Regions from separate parts of the Anser cygnoides genome. Here region 1 is linked to region 2. A link is a contact called in public Hi-C data. All regions are on one chromosome and are shown on one strand. Each heading gives the region's core, a stretch centred on a gene start, on an enhancer-like site or on the middle of the called end of the contact. The rest is flanking DNA. Distances are from core to core; before and after follow the strand shown.

The links. Hi-C and Micro-C count contacts between places; a contact is called where the count stands out from the background.
Region 1: a Hi-C map of liver shows a contact between it and region 2, with 2.8 times the contacts expected there. The contact joins the enhancer-like site here to the promoter of ABHD10 in region 2. A contact is called at or near these places in 2 of 7 Hi-C or Micro-C datasets (both in liver).

The regions. Positions count from the first base shown.
Region 1 is chr1:91,274,417-91,278,006 of Taihu_goose_T2T_genome, forward strand. It overlaps LOC125181994 (a long non-coding RNA gene), which reads left to right. Exons shown (of 4, transcript XR_007160792.2): 3 at 372-436; 4 at 1,334-1,958. Among named protein-coding and RNA genes, the nearest start is that of PHLDB2, 6.3 kb to the left of the region's middle. Within about 2 kb of position 1,360, at least 2 of the 3 cell types and tissues checked have open chromatin away from gene starts, as enhancers often do. A contact at or near this core is called in liver, where this site is marked.
Region 2 is chr1:91,186,933-91,190,815 of Taihu_goose_T2T_genome, forward strand. It overlaps ABHD10 (abhydrolase domain containing 10, depalmitoylase), which reads right to left and starts at 2,257. Exons shown (of 5, transcript XM_048057396.2): 1 at 1,947-2,257. The coding sequence starts at 2,028. It overlaps PHLDB2 (pleckstrin homology like domain family B member 2), which reads right to left. Exons shown (of 20, transcript XM_048057375.2): 20 at 2,655-3,883.

The sequences.
Region 1 (3,590 bases), core at 110-2,609, 87 kb after region 2:
CTCATACCGTAGAGCTTTGCATGGTAATTATAGAATTTAATTTGCAGTGTGCAGATGTTCAAGTTTAAGTGGCACGTTTTGGCTTTATGACAGCCAGTGACCGATACAAGTCCTGTAGGGTTTTTGCTCCCAGATCCCAAACAGCAGGCGGGACAGCCTCTCTGCCAGAGGCAGGGATGCTCAGGGGAACTCTGGCTCACAGAAGTTCTCCACTCAGTGAGTTCCCCGACTCGGCACCACAACAAGAGGCCAAAACACAATCACAGAGGTTGTGTTTTCGCAATGAAGGTATAAAGAGCTTCACTGGCCAATTAAGGCTTTTCCCCTATCTTATCCATTACTCAGTATTGTCATTTCTTTTGCACATTTAGATTCCTTTTCTTCAGAAGCCGTTAGTCTACAGTGCATTTTCTACTTTTGAAGTGCCCATGCAAAGGTAAGCATGTAGTTTTACTGTTTGAGGAATTCAGCTGGGGGACTGCTGAGCAAGAGCTCTAAACCTTCTGCTTTGCAAGATAACATTTTAATGTTGAATTTGTATCTTCGATTTTTGGGAATGATCTAAGAGATAAGATTTGCATCTCAAGAACTCAATATTCCTTTAACATTAGCTTACACTAAAATTGAAAATATAATCTTGTGTCCTTTTCCCTTTCAATTCCAGATTTTATTTGCTCCTGTATTTAGTCATAAGTGAACTATTTTATGTATTAAACAATAAATATCATATGTATAGATTTCTTTACCTTGCTATTTCTGTCATTAGTATTATACACCATAGTTAATAATTTAACACTGAAGCACAGTCTGCACTCCTATGTCGTGAAATCTGATGCACAAAAAAATCTTTTCTTACTCATTTCTATTGCTAATATTGAACATTAGTGTAAAAGAGCAACAAATTTATTTACAGAAATTAACAGGTATGTGGGAACTAAAAGCACAAATTCAGATTAAATTCAACAAACCATTTTAGGCCCAATACAAAAGAGCACAAAACTCAAACCAACTACTCAATCAGTTTTTTCCTTTTTTTCCGCCCATTAAAGAATAAACTTATATAGGTGGTTTGAAAAATTTAAACGAAAACATATTTTCTTCACCATTAACACAGTATTTTGCTCGTTCATCTTGATGGACTTTGAACGAATGTTAGCGGAGTATTGAAACAAAAGCAAACTGTGCAAGTTTTTAGATTCACTTTCCAGAAGGCAAATTAATGACGTTAACAGTGCCTGGGTCATTCAGAGTCCATTAGAGTCACATTTGAGGAGGATGCAGTCCCATGTCAGTCTCACCTGCAGCAAACTTCTCCGATTTTTACTGTCTGTAGGCAGGAACCCCTCGGACAACCAGCTGGATCTGGACTCAGGGAAGGGCGATGACCATGCAGGGACTGTGCAGTGGAGTTTTGGCCCCAGAGAAAAGTCAACATGGACGGGTTGTGTTCAGTTTGCAGGATCTGACATTGCATGTGGTTTAGCTGAATGTCAAATGTTATCTTTTATCTCCAAACATGAGCTCAAAGTGTATCCTGCCGGGTCTGGAAAACTTGGTAAAGTGATAATACATGCAATCAGGGATTTATCTGATACAGACAACTCCCATTTTCTAGACATGGCTGCAAGGATTGTACATGGAGAAACATCCAGCTTTTTCTTTTTTTTTTTCTAAAAGAGTAGCAAGTTTTCTACTTCTCATTGTTGTCCTTTTAGAGGTTAATCAAAAAATTAGACTTCACCATTACAATTTTCATTTAAAGTCTTTCTTTTCATTGGTTAGCATTTCTAATGCTCCATGCCTGCAGTTAGGTTGTTAAAACAAATTTAGTTCATGGATTATGATATATCCACATATCTTTTAAATGTAATTTTCTACTTACTGTTATATTTCAGAAAATATTTTAGCAGGATGTAACCAGTATCAAAACATGACTTGATTTTTCCACAGACTGCTCAGACTTTTTTCAATTTGAAATAATGAATGAGTCAATGTACATGTTAAAACTAATGTAAACCTTTTAAAAGCTTAATCTCAGGTAATTTGTCTGAGAGAACTGCAAGCTTTCAAAGTTGTGGTAACAACCTAGGCAATATTCAGCTCCCTTGCCTGAACAGCAGTGTAAATATGAACTAGATATTGATGTAAGAATTATTATGGATCTGTACCAGTCTGAGTATGGAACTCAACCCTTATCATCAGTGTAATAGAATAGAGTCAGAATAATGGTCTTTCTCTTCACAAAATATTTTCTTATTCTGTTTGGATTTTGGCAATTAACAAAATGTATTTTAATTTGTCCTGAACATTTTTGATACCTTGGTAGGAAGCCAAAAGTCTTTTCTGTGAACATCTGGCCCTCAAGTGTCGCATCTGGAAAAGCTAGCATTTTAAAGTCTTGCTACACTTCACTTTGTTTTCATTTGTGGTAAGTAAGAAACAATCTAGATTTGCAGAAAAAAATTGCATAAAATCACCATTTAACCGAACTTCTAATTTTGATACCCAAAACAAAAGCAAAGGCTAGAATTTTCTCTCAATTCAGCCAGAATAAACAAGTCATTCAAAAAAGGCTGAGATTTTCTTTGTGTTGTAAGAGTTGAAAGCATTATAATGCTCCCATTACTACGGCACCCACAGTGACAGTAATGAAATTCAAAGACTGACAATTTCTATGTCAGCAGTGATGTCAACAGAATTATTCCCAGAAATTAAAAGATGAAGAATTGGATTTGAAATATTCCAGTCAATATGTTCTAAACTAACTGTGGGTTTGGACCTCTGAATCTGCATATTCAACACACAGAACTGCTCAGAAGGCTTTGGTTTTTAGACTGCCTTGAGTACTTCCCTCTGAAAACCCAGATCCTGCGTGGTGTCTGAAAAGTGGGAAGACAACACGAGTCAATCACTTCACAAAACTGTGCCGTGCAACGTCAGCCTGAGCCTGCTGCAGGGGCTGTGTTGAGGGTCACTCATGATCCACATGCAGGTTTAGGCCACGGTACTCTAAATTTTAAACAGCTGTTTCCATTGCCAAGGGAAGGATGGGGTAGCTGCACCAACCTGGGGACCTACCGCAGGAGGTTACCTTCCTTGGGGGATCAGTTTCCTCATGTGCCCCCTTAGCCTTTCACATCACGTACCTATAAGCCCACTGTGACACCAATAAGCCTTTGGAGAAGGGAGAACAGAGTATTTGGGAGCTATGTCACGACAAACCTTTTTGTTTCCTTCCCGAGCTGTTAGATACACATCCCCCCAGCCCATGCCACAGGGCAAACCTGGCCCAGGAGGGCTTTTAATTCCCTGAGGGGAAGTGGCAACATGAGGTGGCTCCAGGCTGCTGCTGACCCCGGCAACCTATGCCATGAACGGGCTGTGGAGGAGGCCCGAACCCTACGTATGGGATTAGTGGGTGCTGAGAGACCCCAGCCACCTGCTGCAGTGACTGCGCTGCTGTGGCATTAGCCAGCACTTCTGCAAAGGGAACGGCCGAGTCCTTCACCAAAGCAGTGCTCCTGCTCCAAGCTGCTTGCCCAGGGAAAGCCTTTCCCTGCCTTCCCGGCCACTTAGGTGGGCAGGGTGAC
Region 2 (3,883 bases), core at 1,007-3,506:
CATTCCTGCTGGAGGGGATAAATTATACCAGTATTCAGATTGTTCTACAGTTATCCAGAATGAAATATCACTCTGAGAACCTAATATTTTGGAAATATTTAATAAAATGCAAAATCATTTAGTTCAACTTCTGTCAAAGTGACCTGTAACATATTATTAGACCCATAATAATAAGCATTTTTCCCATCGGTGTACTGGGAACTTAAAATTGCTTTGTTTTGGTTCAAGATAACAAACCAGACATATTTGAAAAGAAAACACTAGGTTGGGCTGTTATTCACATTAATAACCATCCAAAAATATAGTTTCCACCAAGGAAAAGAGATTAACAAAGGAAACACTACCAAACGAACACAATGCTGAATCTCAGTGGCTGCTATAGTATTTAATCTAGTCTTAGCAGTAAGTTTTATCTTTACTACGGGTGAAGGTAAGTGGTTTATAGAGAGGTGTTAAGAGGAATTAATCCACTCCATTATCCCACTCAGCAAGATTAATTTGTTAAACTGAAAGCTTGGTCTAGACTTCTGATAAGACTTTGACACTCTTAATTCTTGGGTTAGAAGAGGCCTGGTTCTTGAATGCTGCTAATCAACAGTAGGGTACAGAGCCTGCACAGCCCCAAATGGTATAACAGGCCTTCCTGGTGGTATAAACATTGGTTAAAACACTGCAAAAACAGGCCTTGACAGCATCACATCACTTCACTGTTCTGCTGCTTTCTCTCACTATCAGAGAGATTGTATTCAAGCTTTTTTTTTTTTTTTTCCTCCATTGCACATGCATTTGAGTGCAAAGGTACGTGCAGAAAAGACACAGCATACAGTGAGTGTTTAGTGTTCTGCTCTAATAGAAATTATCCCATTTGAACTAGAGATTAAAACCACTATATCTCTCATGAAAAGATGGGACAGTTCTTTATTCTACCAATGCACTGATTATTATGAAGGGGAATAAACACCACAAGAGAAGTATATTTATTTAGATGCATTCACCCTACAACCTCTGGTTCATGTGTGTTTCTGTAAGTACTCCAGTCACTTCTTCACCTGTCAGTAAGAGGTACACCAAGAATTGCTACACCTCATAGAAAAAAAGGGTTAGGAGTATTGGTCCCTCCCTTAAGCCTTGATAACCATCTTGGAAGTGATTAGGTACCACAGGCCAGCATCCTGCAGCACTCTGGAGGTGTCCTCAAACTGACACTGGGCAGGGTTTAAACTGAGCTACAAACAGCTGCTGTCCAAACTATCTTGTGAACTAGTCTCGTGCACTTGACAAGTTACTCTAAGTGCATCGGCAGTAACGCTAACCCGAATAACCCAAAAACCTAAAGCAACCTCCTCAGCCAGCCCATCAGAGAGCCCACTTCACTGGGGTTGCACTCTAGAGTCGAAGCCATCAATAACTGAAGAGCTATCCAGTAATTTCTCCTCCTGATTTCAGTGACAGACCTCGGGAAGAGCAGGGGAGCACTTGTGGAGGGTGCATGGTGGTATCTAGTACCAGAAGCCATGTATGGACAGCAGACGTTAACTAGAGGAAGGCATAGGATGCTTGCCCGATGCTATGAAACTCTATTCCTTCCAAAAACTCTGCAATTTGAGTTATGACTCGCAGCAACCACGACTGACAGCTCAGCCGCCCATCAAAGCCGAAGAAATCCCCAAACACCCTGGGGAACGCTCCAGCACCACCACATAGGCAGGGCCTGGAGCAGCAGCGGGTGAAGGCAGCTCCGCCGGGCAGGGGGCTGCCGGCTGACCCCAGCCCGCTTTGCCCCTCACGATCCCCCCCGGCACTCCCCGCCATCTCGGGGGAGGCAGCGCCCGCCCGCCCCTCAGCGCACGCCCCGAGCCGCCACGACGAGGCAACCCCCGGCCCTCCCGCCTCCGTGCCCGCCCAGGGCCGCGGCCAGCGGGGCTGCCCGGGGGCTTGTGCCTTACCAGCGAGCCCCGGCGCCGCCCGCAGCGGCTGCCACAAGCCGCCGGCCCCCCGCAGCCCCCGCGCCGCGCCCATGGCCGCCATGGCGCAGGAGCGCGCATGCGGCGGCGGCCGGCAAATGGCGGCTGCGTGACGGGCCTGCCGCCGGCCCCGCGGCTCCTGGCAGCCGCTGCGGGGCGGAACCTGCCCGCCCGGCCCGGAGGGACGGCAGGGCAGGGCGGTGCGAGGCCCCCGCGCCTCCTCGCTTCGGCTCTCCTGCGCCGACAGGGGCTGGGCTCGGGGAGCAGGTGCTCTCTCTGGGGAACGATGGGGCCCGAGGCAGGGGAGGAGTCAAAAAGCGCCGGGCTTCCACGGTGGGGTGGTGGCCGCTTGCCCTTGAGTCACCTCCTAGCCGGGTATTAGGGAAAGGGGGAGGCCCCTGAGCAGTTCTTGCTTTATAATATCCAAATAAATGCCGCAGGCAAGGCTGGTGATATGTTTCTCAAACGGGGAGGGTCATAAAAATGAGGAGTGTGTTATATAATACACCTATGTACACCACAGTCCCCACTCATAATTTCACTGCCATCTAAAAATTGTTTTCAGTAGCTCTTCTACTGGGAAACACAGGGAAGGGTAGCATTTTTACTGAGAAACACAGACATGCTTGTTCAAGTGTATACAACATTATTTGAAAGACGAGCACAAACACACCAGGATAAAGAATCGAGTGAATGTTTAAAACAAGTTTATTTTTAAAAATGTTTATTGAAATGCCTTCATCGCATCATGCAGGATACAAAAATCATGATTAGAAAACCTTTATAACCATACTTAGAATTAAAATCGAGATACATCGGGAAAAAAATAATAATTATATAAAACAAAGCAGTTCATTTCTGATAGTGTTTTAAATCATTAGATTACAAACTGTGATCTGCACAGATGATACCAATTACCTCGCAGTAACCCTTCCTTCTTTCGTGATTCAAGTCAAAACTGCCATGTCATGCTAGAGCAACCGTATCACCTGTGTATGCCACAAAGAAGAATTCATCCATTCGATACAGGGTTTAAATAGGATAACAAAAATATTTTGCCAGCATACTTCTATTCTGCTTACAGTTTTTAATTTGCTCCATCAAAAGCCATTAACTTTCCATCAAGAAAAAAAGTCTAATGTGCTTTTTTTTTATTACACAAACCACTTGGCACAAGTTTTGATTACTGAAATAAAACCTCTTTAAAGTCAGAGCATAAGAGACTTCCTTGACGTACAGTTCAATTACATAATTGAGGTTTTGCAATATTACTCAAGGACTTGGACGTGATTCTTGATTCTAAAATGGGAGACCACCATACCCTCCATATTTTCATCGTTTTAGGAGTCCCTAACCCCCTGCTACTTAATAGTTTCAGGGTTTTTATTCATACACTGCTTAGTGTAAACTCTTAAGAGTTTGTCAGATTCTATCTGACAGCATTATTCTGTGCAGATATGCTTTTAAAAAATCTCCTGGGCTGGAAACTTGACTTCAAAGAATTTAGATAGATTTTAGATACTTTGATGCTGGCTTCATGGGGACCAAAGCTTGCGAGGTTTCAATAGAGCATTCACTTGGCACAGAGTAAGATTAGAACCACATTAGATGGGACCTGACCACATAAAATAAAATTGCTGCAGGATCCAGAATCAGCTCATTCTATTCGATGTGGAGGATTAAAAAAAAAGTCCTCCTGATGACAAAATTAATACGTGTTTCCATTTCATAGCCTTGTGGATAAATCCCATCTTTATAAAGCTGTCCTTCTCTTTTTTCTTGAGCTCCATAAATACAGACTTGAAACACACAGTTGGTGTCACTGTGTGATTAAACACACAGAATATTGTAAAATTTAATTACTTTAAAAATCGTGAAGAGTTTTGGCACTGTCTCCTTACAGAAAGTTAAGTACAACT